Regions from separate parts of the Sus scrofa genome. Here region 1 is linked to region 2. A link is a contact called in public promoter capture Hi-C data. All regions are on one chromosome and are shown on one strand. The core of a region is the stretch at or near the end of the contact, and the rest is flanking DNA. Distances in the headings are between cores, read along the strand shown. Region 1 overlaps HHAT (protein-cysteine N-palmitoyltransferase HHAT). Region 2 holds the start of KCNH1 (potassium voltage-gated channel subfamily H member 1).

Region 1 (3,723 bases), core at 638-3,137, 610 kb before region 2:
GAACTTGACTAGTATATATGAGGATGTGGGTTCAATCCCTGCCCTTGCTCAGTGGGTTAAGGATCTGACATTGCTGCAAGCTACAGTGTAGGTTGCAGATGTGGCTCGGACCTGATCTGGTGTTGCTGGTGGTTGTGGCTTTGGCTGGAGGCCACAGCTCTGATTCGACCCCTAGCCTGGGAACTTTCATATGCCACAGGTGCAGCTGTAAAAAGAAAAAAAAACAAAAAACAAAAACCTCTTACTGTATTAACTATAGTTGTTTTAGATTCCCAATTTGATAATTTCTATATTCCTGCCATATCTGGGTCTGCTGCTTTCTCTGTGGGTCTTTTTTTTTTTTTTTTTTGACTTTTAGTATATACCTTGTAATTTTTTTCTTGAAAAATGGACATGGTGGGTAAAAGGAACTTCAGTATAAGATGTTGGGAGAAGGAAAGTGTTCTTTAGTTTTATGATTGTGTCTCAGTCTTTCAGTGAGCCTATGCCCCTGTGATATGAACTGCACAAATGTGTCTGTTTTTTCCCCAACCCTTTTATTTAGTATAGAATGACGTGTGTGTGTGTGTGTGTGTGTGTGTGTGTGTGTGTGTGTGTGTATGGGGGTAGTAGAGTTGAGTAGTTGAGTATTTTTCTTCTGTTCACGTGGAAGACAAGAGCAGACTAGAGTTGGGTGTTTTCCTTCTTCCAGGTTGGTTAGGATCTGATAAAATCCCAATAGATTAGGGTTTGGTAAAATAGTTTGTCCTGAAGGCAGTTCCTGTTAAGAACAGATGGACAGGGTTGAGAGGGAAAGGTTGTGGCTGCAGCAAACAAAGATCCTGCTTGGTATGGGTTACTCTGGTATACTCAGGGAAAGTAAGCTGTAAGTAGAGACAGATGAAGAGTTGAAGATACAGTGAGAGATTCTGTCAGAAATGCATGAAGGGGTTTTATTTTGGAGAGCTTGTAGATGGTGCTGGGGAGAATTTGTTCTACCTTTTAGGCGATAGGGTTCCATGGATGTATTTACGTACTTTGGGTATTTTAAATACCCAAAGAGTGAAAACCAGAAAGCTTATAAGCAGAGAGGAAACAGGATTAGATTTGGGGTTTAGAAACATTCTGCTTGCAGTGAAGAATATGCATCACAGTGGAGTAAAACTGGAAATAGGAAAACCTGTTAGAAAATGATCCATCTCTTTCATTCAACAAGGACTACAGAGCCAGGCAGTGTTTTACATGATGGACGATTAAAGAAAATCAGGATCAAGGTGATGAGGACTTGGATGAAGCAAGGAGGTTGGAGAAAAATGGACCAATGAGAGAGAGCGAGGTACAGTCAGTGGGATTTGCTCATCGATGAGACAGGGAGGATGAGAGAGGGAAGGATCTAAGGAATTTTCAATTTTAGAGTTTAGGTGATGTCTGACATGTCCTTTCACCAAGAGCAGGGAATATAGGAAGACTAGTAACAAGTTTTAGGGAAGAATAAGGAGCCCAGTTTTTGGCAAGTTGTATTTAAAATGGAATATCCAGGTGGAGACCTCTCTGCTACAGTTAGATGGGACCTGGAGCTCAGAGGAGAAACTGGGGATGGAGACAGACATTCGAAAGCCATTGCGTGTATGGGAATAAGTCAAGTCCATGGGAACGAAGAGATTTCCTAGAAAAATGTGGAGCATGAGAATAAAGGAGCGCCAAGTATGGAACTTGAGGGAATGCCAACATCTAACAGGCAGGCAGAAAAGGAAGAGCCAGCAACAAATGAGAAGGAAATTAATTAATAAACGAAGTATAGAGCAAATGGTTTTGTGAAGGTTTCAAGAAGAAAGGAAGGCTTGATTTATCAGAAGTTGGAGAGAGGCCAAGCAAGAAGGCCCTGAAGAGAGTCTGTTTTATTTTGCAAGTCATTGTTGACTTTGGCCACGGTTGACTTTTTTCACTGTTGACTTGGTCATTTTTAAAGAGTATAAACAAAGGCTATAGAATAATAAAGAAGTGAGAAAATAGAGACAGTAACTAATATGCTGCTTTAATTGTGTTAAACGATAATGCCTCATGTCCCCTTGTCAGAGAAGCTCAGATGGCCTTGCAGTGGCACAGCCCATTGAGTCTGGCCTGCTTCTTGCTTCCTTGCGGCAGACCTGCCCTCGCTTCTTGGGGTTTCCCTTCCTCCAGGCTGCCATGGCATTGGAGTAGAGCATGGCAAGCGTCCCCTTTCTTGCCAGTGCACAGGATTTCTTCAGCTTTAGGGTTTGGGGGCTAATCCCTTTTGGGATGTTCAGAGAGGGAAAGAAAATAAACATCAGGGAATATTAGGTTTACAAAGGTACTTCAGCCCTGGTCTTCAGTTTCTGATTTCCTTCTGAGATAGTAAAGAGGTATTTTTATTTTTTAATTGTCACTTTAATTTTTTTGGTGGAAGGGTTCTCTGTTCTTCTGTGATGGCCTTTTTTATTTTTTCCATCCTAAAGTTGCAGTTCAGTGCGAGGCATCAGCACAGACAGTAAAAGATGCCTCTCTGTCTCCTATGCAAGAAGATATACAACTGGGCTTTCATTTCCAAGGATCCCACGACGGAGTAATGTTCCACCTTGCTCAGAGATGACTCTGTAGAGTGAAAGCAGATTTAGAGAGGGAATTACGCCGTTACCTTTGGTGTCTGTCTCCCTCGGTGCTCACTGAAGAACAGTGCACTGCAAAGGTGCTCAATGAATACCTCATGTACATGTTCAGGTGAAGAAAAGACATTTTAAAAGAAGTCTGCCCAGTGAATGTGAGTGACTAGACATTCAAGCCAGTGATCAATCCAAGATTGTTCATGAGGGGCCTGAAGGAAGTCATCCAGAAAGTGATGGCTACAGGTTGAAGTGATGATGGCGGGTAGGAGGACACGGAGCTCGCCTCCCCCCGAAAACAACAAAACACCTACACGTGGAGCACGTCTCACTGAACACTAACTGAAGACACAGCCAAGGTACAGCCAAGGCTTTAAGGAAAGTCTACATGGATGGGGTAGGAAAGGAATAGAAAGATATCCCATTTTTATGGATTAGAAAAGATAATTTTACTTTTTTTTCTTTTTAGGGCTGCACCTGCAGCATATGGAGGTTCCCACCCTAGGGGTTGAAGCCAGCCTATGCCACAGCTGCAGCAACACAGGACCTGAGCCATGTCTGTGCCCTTTACCACAGCTCACACCAACTCTGGATCCTTTACCCACTGAGTGCGGCCAGGGATTGAACCTGCAACCTCCTGGTTACTAATTGGTTGTTTCCACTGTGCCACAATGGGAACTCCTAGAAAAGATAATATTTTTAAAATGCCCATGTCACCCAAAGCAATCTACAGATTTATTGCAACACTTGTCAAGATATCCTTGACATTTTTCACAGGACTAGAACAAATAATCCTAAAATGTATTTAGAATGACACAAAGACCCTGAATTGCCAAAGCAATCTTGGGAAAAGAGTGTAAAGCTGGAACTATCATGCTTCCTGAATTAACTACAGAGCTACAGTAATTAAAACAGAATGGTACTGGCACCAAAACAGACATATAGATCAATGGAACAGAATAGAGAGCCCAGAAATAAACCTGCATACTTATTGTCAATTAATCTATGACAAATGAGGCAAGAATATACAATGTGAAAAGACTATCTCTTCAACAGTGGTGATGGGAAAACAGTAGAGCTACATGTAAAAGAATGAAACTGGACCATTTTCTCATACCATATA
Region 2 (3,558 bases), core at 1,049-3,548:
TTTTTTTTTTTTTTTTTTGGAGCCACACCCACGGCATATGAAGGTTCCCGGGCTAGGAGTCGAATCTGTGCGGCAGCTGCTGGCCTACGCCAGAGCCACAGCAACGCGGGATCTGAGACGCATCTGCAACCTACACCACAGCTCATGGCAATGCTGAATCCTTAACCCATAGAGCGAGGCCAGGGATCAAACCTGCAACCTCATGGTTCCTAGTCAGGTTCGTTAACCACTGAGCCAGGACGGGAGCTTCTAGTTCTGTAATTCTTAAGTTCTTCCTACAAGCCCAAGGAACTGTGTGACTGTTACATTTGAGATTCTCTCACTGCTCTCTTCCACTGGAAAATATAATAAGGTATATATTAGTTTCCCCTCTAACTAAAAGAACACTGCCTCTTCACCAAAAAATGGAATCATCATTGATATTTATAAGAAAGTTGATGTCACCGGCAATGAGATCCCCAACACCAAGGCAGTCTCCATCTCTCAAGAGGCCAGTAACAACGGCAATCACAGAAAATTAACTCTGAAATGGTGATTTGACTTAAAACTCCATGAACACCTCCAGCTTTTTTATGGCAGAAGAGTTCGTGGTGGCTGTTCAGGTCTCCCCAAGAAATGGCTCTGACCTTGTTCTAAAAACCACCTGAGTTTGAGTAAGGAAGACCTTGAAAGGTGATTGACCAGAGATTCTTCAAGAAGCACGTGACAAATGATCATTTCTAAAAAGTACGTGAATAATACATGATGATTTGCTATCTGAGTTGGTAAGTTTTTTTATTATTACAAGATAAAGTTAAATCACTTTTTAATTAAAGAGTGTGTCCTAGCAGCCAAAGTCACTTTCACGCCCTTGCCCTGAATCTGTAACTAAATGGAAATAGAAGCCCATTGTTTTAACCCAAGCTCCTTAAGGCTCTGTAATGGTGATATTTACACATTTTTAAAACCCATTTCCTGAATTGGCTCTTCATCCCCTCCTAATAGAATGCTATCTGTCTCTGGAAGGAGAGGAGTCCAGGAGCCTACAACTGGCATTTTAGCGGTTGGATAAAGGAGTGTGCACGGCATCTTCCAACTGCTGGACTCCTGTTTGCTCTGCAAGTGCTTTAGCGGGGAAAGCGTGGCTGTGGGTACCAAAGGCGCTTGAAATGTGTCCATTCCATCCCTGCTTCTAGGACTGTCGCCTCCCACCGCTTCAACCGTTCCTAATGCCACTGGGAAAGAGAGGAGCTGGGAGCACTGGTCTATTGTGTAATGGATAGATTTACAGGTTCGGTAAGTTTGGGAATACGTAGGTGAACAACAGTTACAGACATAAAACACCTCTGTGGTTCGGAAGAGAGGAAAGATGACAGGTTTGTATCTGTGACCACCTGGCCAGCTCTGCACCTGTGCTCTTCCACTTTCCACCTGGGTCCAGGAAACTCTGCCCCTCTGGAGTCTTAACCCCGAAGAGGTGGGTGGGTGAGGAGGTGGAATCAGGCAGCCTGCAGCACGTCCCTAGATCCCCACGTCCCTCCACTTCGGACTTTGGAGCTGCGGGATGGAAGGTGGAAGCAGCTGCAATCCCTCCACTCCGGGCTGAGACTCGGAGTTGCCGGTCTCTACTGGGGCTCTCTCGGGGGAGCGGTGGCGCGGTGGGGAGAGGCCAGAGAACCCTAAGAGCCTTCGCGGAGGAGCGGGGAGCACCGACGGGGAACGCGCTGCCGTTCCTGCTGCTTCCAGCTTCCCCATCACTTTTCCCAGTACTTTGCTCATCAGCTGTCACACTCCCTGGAGATGAGACCGAGAAGGCGCGAGAAAGGCCCAAAGAGCGTCCCCAGGAGAGCTCTCCTCTTGGATGGGGGCTCATCAGACCCGCCCTGCCCTGCCCACCTTTCCCAGCCTCCAGGAGGCAGCCCCCGGCGCCCGCGCCGCGACCCCCGGCAGAGCCCCGGGTTCTGCTGCATCTGCTGGCGCCGAGCGGCCAGAGGCGTCTGCGATAAAAGGCACGGATAAAACGCCGGGGTAGCGAATCCGAACGCTCCTCTTACCATTGGACCGCCGGACAATATTCTCCAGAAATGTGTTCTGCGGGGCCACCAGTCCCTTCCTGCCCCCGGCCATGGTCATCCTCCCGGCACCTCAGGGTCTGGGGCGTCCCGGTGCGGCTTCTCACGGCAACAGGAAGCTGGGCGCGGGGCCCGCGTGCGATCCCGGCTCGGAGCGCCCCATGCGCCCCCCGGGGACCCGGGCGGCCAGGGGCGGCGGCTCCCTCCGGCTTCCACCCTCGAGCCCTCTTCGCGCCTCCCTCCCCGCGGCCCGCCTCGCAGTGCACTCGCGCGGGCTCGCCGCGCCGCAGCCGCCTCCGGGTGGGCGGAGGGAGCCACCGCGCCCGGGCCCGCGGCGCCCCCTACCGGGCGCGCGTCCCCCGCCGGCCTGCGGGAGACCGAGCGGGACGCTCGGGCCGACGACGCCGGGAAGCCGAGGGCGGCGGTGGGCCAAGGCTGGAGGGGCAGCGCCACCGTCTGGCCGCAGCCGGGAGGCGGGTTCAGGACGCGCCTCGGGCTGGATGGCCGGGCGCGCGGAGTCCGGCGGGAGCGGGATGCTGTCCCTCCTCCTTTGCTCTGTTTCAGGCCAGAGCCCTTGGGACCTCGGAGGCGCTTGCAGCGATCTTCCCGCTGGCCACTAGGGTGTCTTAGCCTCAGCTGTGAAAGTTGCCTACCTGGATGCTGAAGCCAGTGTTTGACCGTCGAAATACTGAAAGCGGTCAGACTTGCAGAGTGACTGAGTGAGCTCCAGGAGAGCTGTCTCGGGTTGTTTCTAAAGCTAACCACAAGCAAAAACGCAGCTTCCGAGCCTCTGACAAACTTCCTGGCCCACTGATCTGATTTCCTCTCTTATCCAGCAAAATGTTTACCAAAAGGCCAAGAAAATACATGTCATGTGTACAGAAAGGGTTGTTTTTTTTTTTTTTTTTTACCTGAAGCACAACATGTTAATTATCAGTGTGTTAGGTCAGGAAGCAGGAACAAACTGTCTGCGAAACATCTAAACCGGGTGCTGGTCTCTGAGGGCAAGTGCTTTAGGGCAGCTTGCCCGGGCATTTGGCATCAATTAAGAAGCACAGCTTTGCAGGTCCCCTGCATAGGATGACTCTCTGCTCCTCACACCTGCCTCGTGGAATAAGGAGAATCGCATCCGCCCAAGGTTTCTGGGCGGGAGCTCAAATAACTCTTCTTTGTTGCCTATCTTGGGAGATTTCTTCCTGCACATAGGCTTTTTTCTGTCTTTTTTCTATGTATCCCCAGAGGGTGTGACCAGAGACTAAAAAGGAAGGCGGTGATAGTTTTCTAGTTATTTCCAGGTGGGGTCAATCAACAGTCGGACCCAGGAATGCAAAAGGAAGAAAACTGGGCAATCTCAATGGTCCGGGTTAACCATCCTGACGCATCCAAGGCACTGCAGATACCCAGTCTGTTTATTAATCTCCAAAATACAGGAACTAATTCTTGCCTAGCAATCTCTCTGAGTTGCTGGGAAGATCAAATGTAATTATGCAGGCAACAGCACTGTAAA

Evidence for each region. Promoter capture Hi-C pulls out the DNA fragments that hold promoters and counts their contacts.
Region 1: a contact with region 2 is called in a promoter capture Hi-C map of liver, with 13 times the contacts expected there. The contact joins the enhancer-like site here to the promoter of KCNH1 in region 2. A contact is called at or near these places in 1 of 5 promoter capture datasets (liver) and 8 of 47 Hi-C or Micro-C datasets (embryonic fibroblasts, fetal heart ventricle, fetal skeletal muscle and 4 more).

Annotation. Positions count from the first base shown.
Region 1 is chr9:132,566,240-132,569,962 of Sscrofa11.1, reverse strand. The region is part of intron 7 of HHAT (protein-cysteine N-palmitoyltransferase HHAT); the gene reads left to right. Among named protein-coding and RNA genes, the nearest start is that of HHAT, 100 kb to the left of the region's middle. Within about 2 kb of position 1,887, at least 3 of the 83 cell types and tissues checked have an H3K27ac peak or open chromatin away from gene starts, as enhancers often do. A contact at or near this core is called in liver, where this site is marked.
Region 2 is chr9:131,959,306-131,962,863 of Sscrofa11.1, reverse strand. It overlaps KCNH1 (potassium voltage-gated channel subfamily H member 1), which reads right to left and starts at 2,298. Exons shown (of 12, transcript XM_021063876.1): 1 at 2,034-2,298. The coding sequence starts at 2,112.